Linked DNA regions of Oryctolagus cuniculus: region 2 is linked to region 1. Evidence: chromatin contacts called from public Micro-C data. All regions are on one chromosome and are shown on one strand. The core of a region is the stretch at or near the end of the contact, and the rest is flanking DNA. Distances in the headings are between cores, read along the strand shown. Region 1 holds the start of THBD (thrombomodulin). Region 2 holds the start of NXT1 (nuclear transport factor 2 like export factor 1).

The links. A called contact is a pair of places that touch in the nucleus more often than the background predicts.
Region 2: a Micro-C map of ear pinna shows a contact between it and region 1, with 6 times the contacts expected there. The contact joins the promoter of NXT1 here to the promoter of THBD in region 1. A contact is called at or near these places in 3 of 6 Hi-C or Micro-C datasets (ear pinna, psoas muscle and an unstated tissue).

What each region holds. Positions count from the first base shown.
Region 1 is chr11:47,342,575-47,348,577 of mOryCun1.1, reverse strand. THBD (thrombomodulin) reads left to right here and starts at 2,668. Exons shown (of 1, transcript NM_001082144.1): 1 at 2,668-5,976. The coding sequence starts at 2,818. The coding sequence ends at 4,560.
Region 2 is chr11:47,561,720-47,567,722 of mOryCun1.1, reverse strand. It overlaps NXT1 (nuclear transport factor 2 like export factor 1), which reads right to left and starts at 2,361. Exons shown (of 2, transcript XM_002710938.5): 1 at 2,228-2,361; 2 at 1-184. The coding sequence starts at 123. It overlaps LOC138844339 (a long non-coding RNA gene), which reads left to right and starts at 2,547. Exons shown (of 2, transcript XR_011380024.1): 1 at 2,547-2,679; 2 at 2,920-4,103.

The DNA.
Region 1 (6,003 bases), core at 1,419-3,918:
ATACACCCTGTATCTGGCTGTATAATCTGCTCCACCTCCAAACTCTGACAGCCAGGCCACCTTCAACCCTTCAATCCTGGGCCTCCAGAATGGTGTGTCCCAAATAAACCTCTTTTCACTAAAATTTACCCAGCCTACAGTATTGTTATGGGGGGGGTGTCAAGAGCCAGGTGGAGACCACGGGCCCAACCTTGGGAACGTGGCCACCCGAGGTGGAAGCAGGGCTAGAGGAGCTGCTCACAGGTTCAAAGGAGAGGAGGGCAAGTGGACATATGTTCCAAAGTCACAGGACAGGGACCCTGGAGAATGGCGAAGTCAGGGGTGCGAAGTCAGGGGTGCGAATGGCCAGGGAAATGGCCTTGGGAAAGATGAAGACTAAAAACAAGTTCTCAGCAACTTTTTGGGTGTTCTTCCAGGAGACTGTTCCAGGGGTCCAGGAGGTCTTGGCTGTTGAGTCCACAGGGAGGGCAGCTGGATCAGAAGCCTTGTCCAAAGGGAAGTGGGCATGTCATCCATGGAGAGGCAGGAAGAGTGGCCCATCCCCAGGTGCAGAACAGATAGCCAGATGGGGGGCGGGACAGAGGGCAGTTTAGAATATGCAAAGTAGGCTGCCAAGTGGGGGCTGGAGGGGAGAAAGTCACCAGGTCCAGGAAGGTACAGGGGATGCTGCCTGGTGCGTGTGCCCACGCATCTTTCTGCAGAGTAACCCAGACTGCCCAGGCCACCACGAGACAACACCATACTGCCTGGGTGGTAGCTCGAACTGCTTCCTGCACTTCTTCAAGTGAGGGCTGGTCCAAGGTACCCCAGCATCACTGAGTTCTTGGTAGATTCCCTTGGCAGGAATCCAGGAGCACCAAGTAAGACACAACTGAAGATGGCACCGGGAAACAGCTAAAAACCCTCTGAGAATGGCACCAGGGAGGCAAGACCTGTTATGTTAAGGCTCGCAGTCCCTCTTGGGGGCCTCTGTTTCAGTTTGTCACTCAGCTGCCACAGTCTCAAAACTTCTAGTGGTTGAACAAGGGACCCAGGTTTTCACCGTCACGGTGCACTGGATGCTGTTATGACAGCTAGGGCTGTCCTGTCTTGTGTCTCCTCCTTCCAGGAAATTTTCACTGGGGTTCTGCTCCCATGGGAAACCACGCCCGCTCCAGGACTGGCTGCACCCCCGGCCAGCCCTGCTGCAGCGCCCACCTCCCTGGGCAGGCTGTTTGCAACCAAGTCACGACCAGTGGCTCGGCCAAAGCAGCCCGATTTCCTCATCTCCAGGGGTTTCTGCTCCAAGTTGCTGGAGCTCAGACCTCAGCATCCAGCTGCACTCCTGCGCTGTCCTCATTGGTGAGATGGGGGCAGCCCCCAGGCGGGACGCTCCTGTGGAAGCCCCGCAGGGCACAGCGCTCAGCCTCCACCCCTGGGCACCGGGTCGGGCTGTCCACGCCCCGCCCCTGCGGTCACTGCCGGTCAGTACAGCCCGATCCCCTCTCCGCCCAGCCCGGCGCTTGTCTTTGGCACGTGAAGATGCCACACAGCCCTGGTCCCTTTTGAAGCCTGAGCTCTGTTGGCCCAGGGAGACCCGACGCGCAGCCACGGAATCCACGCGGGGCCAGGCCCCTGCGCTCCCCACACTCCTAACCCTTGTTCGCTGGACAGGTTTTGAGACCTCCAATTTCTTTGGTTTCGTCTGGAGTTCAACAGCGCCGCCTCCTGGTGCTTGGTCGCCAGTGGCCCGGGGTGGGCAAATGACCAGATGAACTCCAGGTGGGCGTGCTTGCTTGCTTTATTTATTTATTTATTTATTTATTTATTTTAACGGGTTTGTCTTTCTCTGTGAGCTACATATTGGACACACCCCTCCGCATTCCTAGTGAGTGAATACCCGTGATAAGGTGGAAAGCGACAGACCCTGCCGCCCACCCACGGCGCCGCCCGGCGTCCGCAAGTGGCACTTCCACGGCCGCCCGGTGTCCATTCGGTCTCAGGGCGGAAACGGTTCCCCGAGGCGCCCCCTGGGGCCCACAGCGCCTCCCTGCGACCTCCGTCAGGGGTGCCAGAAGTTGGACACGCACAGCCCCGGATGGGTGCGCTCCGCGACTCGCCAGCCCCCAGGGGTGCATCTGCAGCGCAACAGCAACCTCGCGGCTTTCCCACGCTGCCAAGCGGCGCTGTGGCCTCGGCCGGCCCGCCCCGCCCCGCCCCACCCCACCGCGCCCGCGCCTCCCTAGCCGGGAGCCCTGGCCCCGGGAGGCGGGCGAGGCCTGGCTCCCTCTCCTAGTGGACTCCGGTTGTCTTTGAGCAGGGCACCAGGTCTCCAGAACCGCGAGGTCCCCGGCGCTCACGCCCCTCTCCCACGCCCATTGGAAGCAATCCAAGCTGGCCTGCAAGTCCGCGTGAGCGTTCACGAAAACTAGCCAAGAGAACCGAAAGTTTGGGGAGGGGCCGCACGCGTCGGGGGCGGGCCCGCGGTCTCGGGGCTCCACCCGGGCTGGGTTTACTCATCCCCACGAGGTGATCCCAGGAGCGAGGGCGGGCGCAAGGCGTCCAGAGGACCCAGTAATCCGAGAATGCAACATCAGCCCTTCCCACCAGGCACTTCCTTCCTTTTCCCGAACGTCCAGGGAGGGAGGGCCGCGCACTTATAAACTCGCGCCCCGGCGGCCGAGCGGCGTGTCAGAGGCGGCCGCGCCGGGGCCAGAGAAGCGCCCGTCCAGGACCGACCGCAGCGGCTGCCCCCAACGCCCCTCCGCCCCGGCCCGGGCCGCGAAGCAACGCTCGCGCTTTCTCCGGCGGCGCCTGCGCGCGGTGCGCCCCGGCGGCATGCTCCGTGCCCTGCTCCTGCTGCTGGGCGCGCTGGCCCCGGCCGGTCTGGGGCTCCCGACGCACGCAGAGCCGCAGCCCGACGGCAGCCAGTGCGTGGAGCACGACTGCTTCGCTCTGTTCCGGGGCCCCGCGACCTTTCTCGCCGCCGGCCAGACCTGCAAGCGCCTGGGGGGCCACCTGATGACCGTGCGCTCCTCAGTGGCCGCTGATGTCATCTCCTTGTTGCTGAGCGACGACAGCCCACGCCTCTGGATTGGCCTGCAGCTCCCGACCGGCTGCAGCCACCCCGGGGACCTCGGGCCCCTGCGCGGCTTCCAGTGGGTGACCGGAGACAACCGCACCAGCTACAGCAGGTGGGCGCGGCAGGACGGCGGCGGCGCGCCAGTGTGCGGCCCGTTGTGCGTCACCGTCTCGGCCGCGAGCGCCGCTGCCCCCGGCGAGCCGGCCTGGGAGGAGCTGCCGTGCGGCACTGAAGTCGACGGCTTCCTCTGCGAGTTCCCCTTCGCGGCCTCATGCAGGCCCCTGTTGGTGGAGGCCGGCGCCGCGGCGGCCACGGCGCCGCACGTCTCCAGCACCTACAGCACGCCGTTCGGGGCCCGCGGCGCCGACTTCCAGGCGCTGCCCGTGGGCAGCTCGGCCGCCGTGGCACCGCTCGGCTTGGAGCTGACCTGTTACGCGCCGCCCGGGGCCGCCGAGGCGCGCTGGGGCCGGGAGGCCCCGGGAGCCTGGGACTGCAGCGTGGGGAACGGCGGCTGCGAGTTCGCGTGCAACGCGAGCGCTGGGGCTCCCCGTTGCCTGTGCCCGGACGGCGCCGCCCCGCAGGCCGACGGGCGCTCCTGCGCGCCCGCTGCGCCGCCCTCGTGCCACGACCTGTGTGAGCACTTCTGCGTGCGCACCTCGGACGCGTCCGGCTCCTACATGTGCATGTGCGAGACCGGCTACCGGGTGGCAGCCGACGGGCACCACTGCGAGGACGTGGACGACTGTGCCCTGGTGCCCAACCCGTGTCCGCAGCTCTGCGTCAACACGCAGGGTGGCTTCGAGTGCCACTGCTACCCCGGCTTCGACCTGGTGGACGGCGAGTGCGTGGAGCCCTTGGACCCGTGCTTCGGCACCAACTGCGAGTACCAATGCCTGCCGCTGGGCCAAAACTACCGCTGCATCTGTGCCGAGGGCTTCGCCCCGGTCCCGGACGAGCCGCACCGCTGTCAGATGTTCTGCAACCAGACGACGTGCCCGGCCGACTGCGACCCCAACTACCCGAGCACCTGCCTGTGCCCCGAAGGCTACATCCTCGACGAGGGCTCGCTGTGCGCCGACATCGATGAATGCGACAACGGCTATTGCCAGGACGAGTGCCGAAACCTCCCCGGCAGCTACGAGTGCATTTGCGGGCCCGATTCGCCCCTGGCCGGCCAGGTCAGCACTGAATGCTACCCTACGCAGGTGAGCGACGGCGGCGACGGCGGCGACGACGGCGGCTCCGGAGAGCCTCCAGGCTCCGGGGCGCCCGGCTCCACCCCGGCTCCGCCGCCGGCCGCCGGGCCGGTGCACTCAGGCGTGGCCATCGGCATCTCCATCGCCAGCCTGTCCCTGGTCGTGGCGCTCCTGGCGCTCCTGTGCCACATGCGCAAGAAGCAGGGTTCGGGGCGCGCCGAGCTGGAGTACAAGTGCGCGTCCCCTGCCAAGGAGGTGGTCCTGCAGCAGGTGCGGACCGAGCGGACGCAGCCCAAGCCTTGAGGGGGAAGGGAGCCCCTCCCTCCGCCCCCGCGCGCGCTCCAGGCCTGCCCTTGGCGCGGCCCTGACTTCCCTCCGGAGCGCCACCCCACCGCCCCTGTCTGGCTCCCTGGGCTGGCGCCACACCTGCGGAAGAGCCTCTTCGCCCTGGCTGAGAATCTCGCCGATTGCTTGTGTTGAGTTGGGCGGGTTGGGGGGGTCGTGAGGAGGCGGAGCCCCAGCCTTTGCCTGGAGGTCACCGACGCCCCCCTCCCCAGCCCTGCCCAGCTGCGCTGCCTGGAGACACCCGGACTACAGGGTCCCCCAAGTCACCTACGCGGGGCGCGGGAGGGGTGAGGCAGACTGGGTGGTGACCTTCAGGGCGGACCTTGACCCCAAGGGCTAGTGATGACCAAGATATTTATTTTTGTAAAACGTATTTGGGGCCCCTTTTTCTACCTGTGTGTTTCCAATGCTCGCTTTTCATCTCCCGCCTCCATCCTTGTCCACCCCCCCCCCCCCACACACACACCTTGGTGGCAGTTACACCGTCTTGGTGAACATTCCTCTCCCAGCTCCCGGGCTCTGGGCTCTCTTACATATAGAAAGCCAGGTGCCCCTTTGCCCTTGACTCATGGTCCTCGTTTCGCCTCCCAGGACGTGAAGCCAAAGCACCCCAGTCTCCCCACCTGTGCGAAAATAGGTGGGCAGTTGCGTTTTGCTCCAGACTTGCTACTTTATTCCAAAGTTTCAGGCCTGCAGGACAAAGCAAGGAAGGAGAAAACGTGAGAAGAATTCGTTCCGTTAACCTTGCTGAGCTGGCCAAGAAATGAAACCCTAGCAGGTTTTTTTAGAACTAGTGAGCCTGAGTTCTGTGATTGTTATCTTTGTGATTTGGACTGAAAAAAAAAATGGTGATTGTTGTAAGTTTTTTTACGCCGGTTTCTTTTGTCGTTATTATTAGTGCTTTTCGACAGTGTTAAAATGTTCCGATGTGTTCTTTAGAATGAGAGAAGAGAAGAAAAAAGCAGCTCCCCGGAGAGTTTTCAGCTGCATGATTCATCCTGGTTATCGGTTTGAGTCTCTTGTCACTTGCTGGCCAAAATAAAACCGGTTTTGCTGGTTGTGGGGGATTTGGAAGCCTGAGATTGGAGCCTGGAGGATGCCTCATTAGGGCCCGTCCTTAATGAGGCCCTTGGAGAATTGCTCCTGCTTCACTGGAATGTGGTCCCTGGACCAGAATGGAGCTAGTTAGAGATGCAGAGTGCTAGGCTCCACCCCCGGAATTCCTGGTCCCTCGGCATCGGAGCAAGGGCTGCCTGCTGGGTAATCTGACAACTGTTGTGGCAGGCAGCTTCCAAGTTTCTGCAGCACGTTAACTGTGGGTCAGAAATCAGTAGCAGGCCGAGTCTGGCCCTTTCTCAAGAAACTGAGGAATTTGCATCGCTTAGCTTTGCCTTCCGCCAG
Region 2 (6,003 bases), core at 1,112-3,611, 220 kb before region 1:
GCCCATGTACAGGCGCGAGAGCAGTCGCCGCCGCTTGTCCATGGTGGTGTAGTAGACGTTGACGAACTCCTCGGCCGCCCGGCACGCCTGGTCCACGTAGGTCTTGAAGTCCACAGACGCCATCCTCGCTGCTGTGGGTGTGGGGTCCCGCCGGGGCGTCGTCTCGGACCGGAGAAGCCCAGGGCTGCGGGGCAGGGAGGGTGAAGAGAACACGCGTTAGTGCCCAAGTGCGTCCTGCTGACATCCCAGGGGCAAACCCGAGACGCGGAGCAGAGGCAGCCACAGCCTCAGTGTGTCCACGGCGGGACGGGACCGTCACTGCTGTGGCATCAGATCAGCCGGGTACATCGGGGCTTAGTTGACAAATCCCATTTTACAGGGTGCAGCGTGTCTGATGAGGGAAGCGCCGGGGCACAGGTGTGGGTGCCCCTACAGAGAGTGGCAGCGCCCTTCCTGGGCGTGGTCAGCAGCTGCAGGTGCACACAGCATTCCTGGCTCAACCAAGGCCAAGCACACAGGCAGGGTGAACTTGCAGCCGCTGAGTTTGAAAGGCCTTTTAAAGTGCCCCGCACCCCACCCCCCAGGAAGCAGAAGCCAGATTCTCACACTTGATCTCAGCCAAAAGGCCGAGAAGGGATGCCCGATTCTCAATAGGTTAAGACAACAAATGTCCAGAGGACACGACCCAAATGGCAGCCACAATCCCCCCAGGGCGAGGGGAGCTTAAGGGGCGCAGAGCCGACTTCTGCAGGGCTGACACCCACCAGGGGATACCCATGGGGCCGCAGGGCCACGACAGATGGGCTCTGCAAAGCTACATCTCTTTAAAAGAAAAATCCAAAAGCATAAATAACATTTGCTATTTCCAGGGAACAATCACAATTGTTATATTTTTCATATGATTAAAAAAGTTTCACTTAAAACCCAACAGAGAACAATATTATTAAAATAGTGGATTTCTTTTCTTTTTTTATATTTATGTATTTGAAAGGCAGAGTTAGAGAGAGAGAGAGAGAGAGAGAGACTTTTCCAACCGCTGGTTCACTCCCCAGATGGCCGCAGCTGTTAGGGCTAGGCCAAAGCCAGGAGCCTGGAGCTTCACCCGGGTCTTCCACGTGGGTCCAAGGGCCCAGTGCTGTCTTCCGCTGCTTTCCCAGGCCATAGCAGAGAGCTGGACCGGAACCACAGCAGTTGGGTCTCAAGCAGGCTGTCCTAAGGGCTGCCAGGGTCCCAGGTGCTGGGCCCCTCGATCGCCCGCCCCTCCCCCCCATTTCAAAGACCTTGCCTTAGGAACAAAAACAAAAACAAAATTCGGCTTTTTAAAAAGTCTATGTATTTACTTGCTTGACAGGCAGAGTGACGCAAGAGGTGGAGGAAGAGATCTTCCCCCAAATGTCACCAACACAGCCAGGGCTGGGCCAGGCCAAAGCCAGGAGGAGCCAAGAGCTCCACCCGGCTCTCCCACGTGGGTGGCAGGGGCCCGTGGACTAACCCCAGGACTCCAACATGGGCTGCGGGCGTCCCAAGCTGCGGTTTAATTCGAGGTGCCACAGTGCCGGCCTCAGCCCCCTTGAAAAAACACTCGGCTTCTGACATGGATGGAAGATTCCATCCAGGGTTGGGGGCTGACAAACGCGGTGGTCTGGCCCCCGGGAGACCCCTGCCGGCTGCCCGATCCTGGAGCCAGCCACTGCCCTCCCTGGGTGTCTCCACTCCCCCCATGGACTTCAGGGTTGAGCCCCGCCAAGCCCGCACTCGGCCAACGCCGGCACCCTGGCGCGGGGGCTTCCTGGAGGCCGCCGGGCTGCACCTGCCGCCCCGCGCGCACCGCAACCCTCCCCGCCCGGCTCCCCCGGCTCAGCCTGTCTGTCACGCCCCCACTTCTGTTCCAAGCCATCTCAGGCGCAAGCTACCACCCTCCCCCGCGCAGCTACCAAATCCGAGGGCGAGGGAGCGCGAGCGCGCTGCCCACTCGGACCGGCCGGCCCCTGGCCTGGGACCTGCCGCTCCCCTCCCTGGACATCGGGTTCGCCGTCGCGCGTCCCGCACAGGCCACAGCCCGCAGCTCACCCGCATCGAAACCACGTGCGCAAATTTCCAACCCCGCGTCTTACTCTTGACCACGGGGGGGGGGGGAGTCGGCGAGGGCACGCACGTGGGCAGGGGTCTCGGGGTACCCCGCGCAGGCTGTGGGGCCCTCGGACTACCACGCAGGGCAGGCACCCACCTGTGAGGGCAGCGCCAGCCGCGGCGAGTCCGGTCCGGGAGTCCCCCGCGCGGTCGCGGCCTCGCGAAGGGAACCAGCCCCGGAAGGCCGAGCGGCGTACGCCGCTCACTTCGGGAAGAGCCGTTCCTTCTCCTTTCTTTTTTCTTCTGAGAAGCTCCGCCCGCGTCGCCGGAGCCCCAGAGCCCATGGACGTTAGGACGCCGTCCGCCGGTTCCCGCTCGAGGTCCGCGGTGTTCCGCGCAGGCGTGAGCGCCTCGGTCCCGCCCACTCCCGCCTCCCCTTGACAGGCTTCTAGATCCATCTGTAAGACGGCGAGCCTGAAGGCTGGCTCCGCCCAGGTGTGGCTCAAAGGAGCGGCGATTTCCGGGAAAGGCGCCTTCCCAGAAGACCACGGCAAGTTCGCGCTCGAATTTTCATTGGTCTAACCAAGTCCCAGACTCCGGCCCCCGCTGGTGAGATGCGACCTCTGATTGGGTTAAACCTCCAAGATCCCGCCTCTCCACTTGCTCTCCATTGGTTGCGGCGAGAGGCGGGTCGGGAAAGATAGGGGAAGGGCGGTGGGCGGTGGGGAGATGCGTTCCTTCCACGTTCACCTGTGTGGCGCGATCCCATGTAAAAGACCCGGGAAATGTCACGACTGGATGCGCTCTCGGGAAGCAGCAGCCGCTGACGTAGCCGATGCTGTCGATCAGACGCAGAGTGTCCGTGGGGACGCCGATGGAAGTCTACCTGGTGCAACCAACACCTGAGCGGATCTATCCCGCCAGAGCTGACACCCTAACGCACGCGCAGAGGGAGACCGGCTTCCGCCAAACGGAGACGATTCGAGGGTGGGGACGGAGGTGTGGCTGGGGAGGGAAGGTGGCAGTTGCGCCCAAGCGACGCCGTGGCACGGCGGCCTCCTGTGTCTGCGAACCGAGGGGCCCTGGGGAAGCCGCTGCCCCCAGCTCCGGCCGCCGCGAGCTTCGTGGGTGCGGCAGTTCAGTTCTGCGGCGTGGGAACCACGGCCCGGCTAACCCGGGGACCTGGGAAACTGGAACATGCAAATAAAAAAGCCCTCAGCTGCCTCCTCCCGTTCTGAGAGGCTCTTTCCTTGCAAAGCCGGGCAGAGCCCTTAGCCCGTGGCTTGGCTGCGGCGCGTGGAGTTTAATCTGCTCTTTGCTTGTGTTCCTGAGACAACCCTTGCTGTCACATTTCAGGACTTGTTCTCATTTTGAGAGATAGAGAGAGGAGAGCTTGTGCGCCCATCCTCTGGTTCACTCCCCAGATGCCCACAACATCTGGAGCAGGCTCTCCAGCAAGTGCATGGCTGCAGGAAATGGGGTGAGGTATGTCCCCAGAGGAGCCTGGGACTCCACCCGGGTCTCCCACGTCGGTGCCAGGGGCCCAGTAACTTCGGCCATCGTTTCTGCCTTGCAGGGTGTATGTTAGCAGGAAGCTGGAGGCTGGAGCCAGGGTGTGGATCCAGGCAGTTAACTGCTAGGCTAAAGGTCCATCGCTCCTGGGCTATTTCTTGCAGGCCACCTCTCGCTTCATACAGTGGGTGAAAATGTGGGTTATTGAAAATAATTTGGAGGCAGAGTAGAGAGGGTGAGTGAGCCTCCTCGGAGTAGTGGTCCTTTTAAATCGAGTTTTTAGGGGATGGCATTGTGGCTCACGGGTTAAGCTGTCGACTGCAGCGCTGGCTCACCCCCGCTCCCCCATAGGCGATAAAGCAGCATAAACGGTCCAACCCACGGTGGCAGGCCTGGAAGAAGCTCCTGGCTCCAGGACTCAGCCTGGCTGTTGCAGCCATCTGGGGAGTGAACCAGAGGATGGAAAATCTCTCTGTAACTTTGACTTTCAAATAAATCTTATAATAAAAAATAAAAGTTGGCACAAAGTTACTTGCACATTAACTAACGTGGCTTAGACGACTGTGGCAAGTGCGTTAGCCTCTCTAGAATGAGGCCATGCTAATATCCATGGGCTCAGGCTGATGTGAAGAGGGAGGGGAAATGGTGCCAAGAGCTTTGCACGAGGCCCAGCACAGAGCAGAATGGTGGGGTGACATTTGACATCAATAGCAGCTTCAGTGTTTGCCAGCAATCCCACCCCTCCTCGTGATGGGCTTACAACCTGCGACAGGCACATTGACAAATTGGTAGGATTTGTCACCAGCCCACATGGGCAACGTTCTGAAGATGAGCCTGGCTTACGTGACCAGGGAGCCTGTGGACCCCTGTGCCCCGTGGAACCCGTCCAGGGAGGAAAAGGCACATCTGTCGTGTGTACGGAGTCCCTGGCAGCGCTGCACACAGGCCTGACTTAAGAACCGTTAAGTCTGTAAACACACATTGCTCTTCCCCAGCCCCTGCCCCCAGCACTGTCAGTGTTGCTCTCTGGGGCAGGCTGATGGCAGCGTTTGGTTGCTGTATGAGGCTGTGTGCGTGACTTGGAGCCATTGATGTGCAGTAGCAGCTGAGCAGCCCTGCCTCTGATGTGCTGCCACCAAGAACCTGTCTTGTCCTGTCTCTGCCTTAGCAGGCTTATCTGTGCTCCTGCGGCTGCACTGGGGCGAGCTGAGGCTGCATTGGGGTGAGCTGAGGCTGTTTTGGGGAGGGGTGTCAGTCGGAGGCCTGCCTTTCGGAGACACCCTGGAAGCCATGGAGAAAGTCATTCTATTGGGTCCAAAGGGGGTTTTATGGGCACTTGCAGAGTTGCCAGCAGGTGCAGGAAAGGTGGCTCCTTGGGTCTAGGAATAAGAACTCGGCAGCAGGTGCTTCTGAGGCTGTGGTGGGTGAGGTTTGCAGCCGTGGGATTTTCTGCAGAAGGCAGAGTCCCAGGAGAGAGAGTGGGATTGGCCTGGTTCCAGTTGGAGCCATGCACCTGCTGGAGAGCCTGCCAGACAGTTCTACTAAGACCATGTTTCCCAAAGGAATGGGGTGAGGGCTGTCCCCAGAGGAAGGGGGGATGGATTCTGGGAAGGCGGGAGAAATCAAGGCCCACGAGCTTAGGAACTGAGATGTGGCCATGAGCACAGACAGAACAGCATGAAGCAGGGTAGGGCTGGGCCTACGTCACCACGGGCCACAGCTGGGAGGAGGACTGGAGTAAGACATATGTGCACACACACATACGTGCACACTCAGATGTATATCATACAGTCATGTGCACACTCATATGCATGTGCACATCAATATGTGTACACTCATGTATATACACTCATGCACACACATGCTTACATAAGCACACACACGCACATATATACACAAATGCACACACACATGCACTCATGCACACAATGCTCACAATGACTCATGCACATATGCATTCAAGCACACACATGCTTACACATATATGCACACATGCACATGCTTACGTGTGCTCATGCTTACACATACATGCACTCATGCACACACGTACACACTCATGCACAGCACACATATATACATATGCACACATACACTCATGCATATGCTCACACGTGCACACTCGTGCTCAGTCCTGCATCCTGGCACACGTACACTTACACTTCTGAGCTGTGGCGTGTGGCTGCCTTGAATTCCAGTGGTTTGCTGTTTCCTGCTATGACCGATTCTGTTTTCCAGAAAGGAACTCTGAATAGTTCTGCTGAGGGACTGGCACTGTGGCGTAGTGGGTTAACACCCTGGCCTGAAGCTCCAGCATCCCATATGGGTGCTGGTTTGAGACTCGGCTGCTCCACTTCCAATCCAGCTCTCTGCTGTGGCCTGGGAAAGCAGAAGATGGTCCAAGTCCTTGGGCCCTGGCACTAT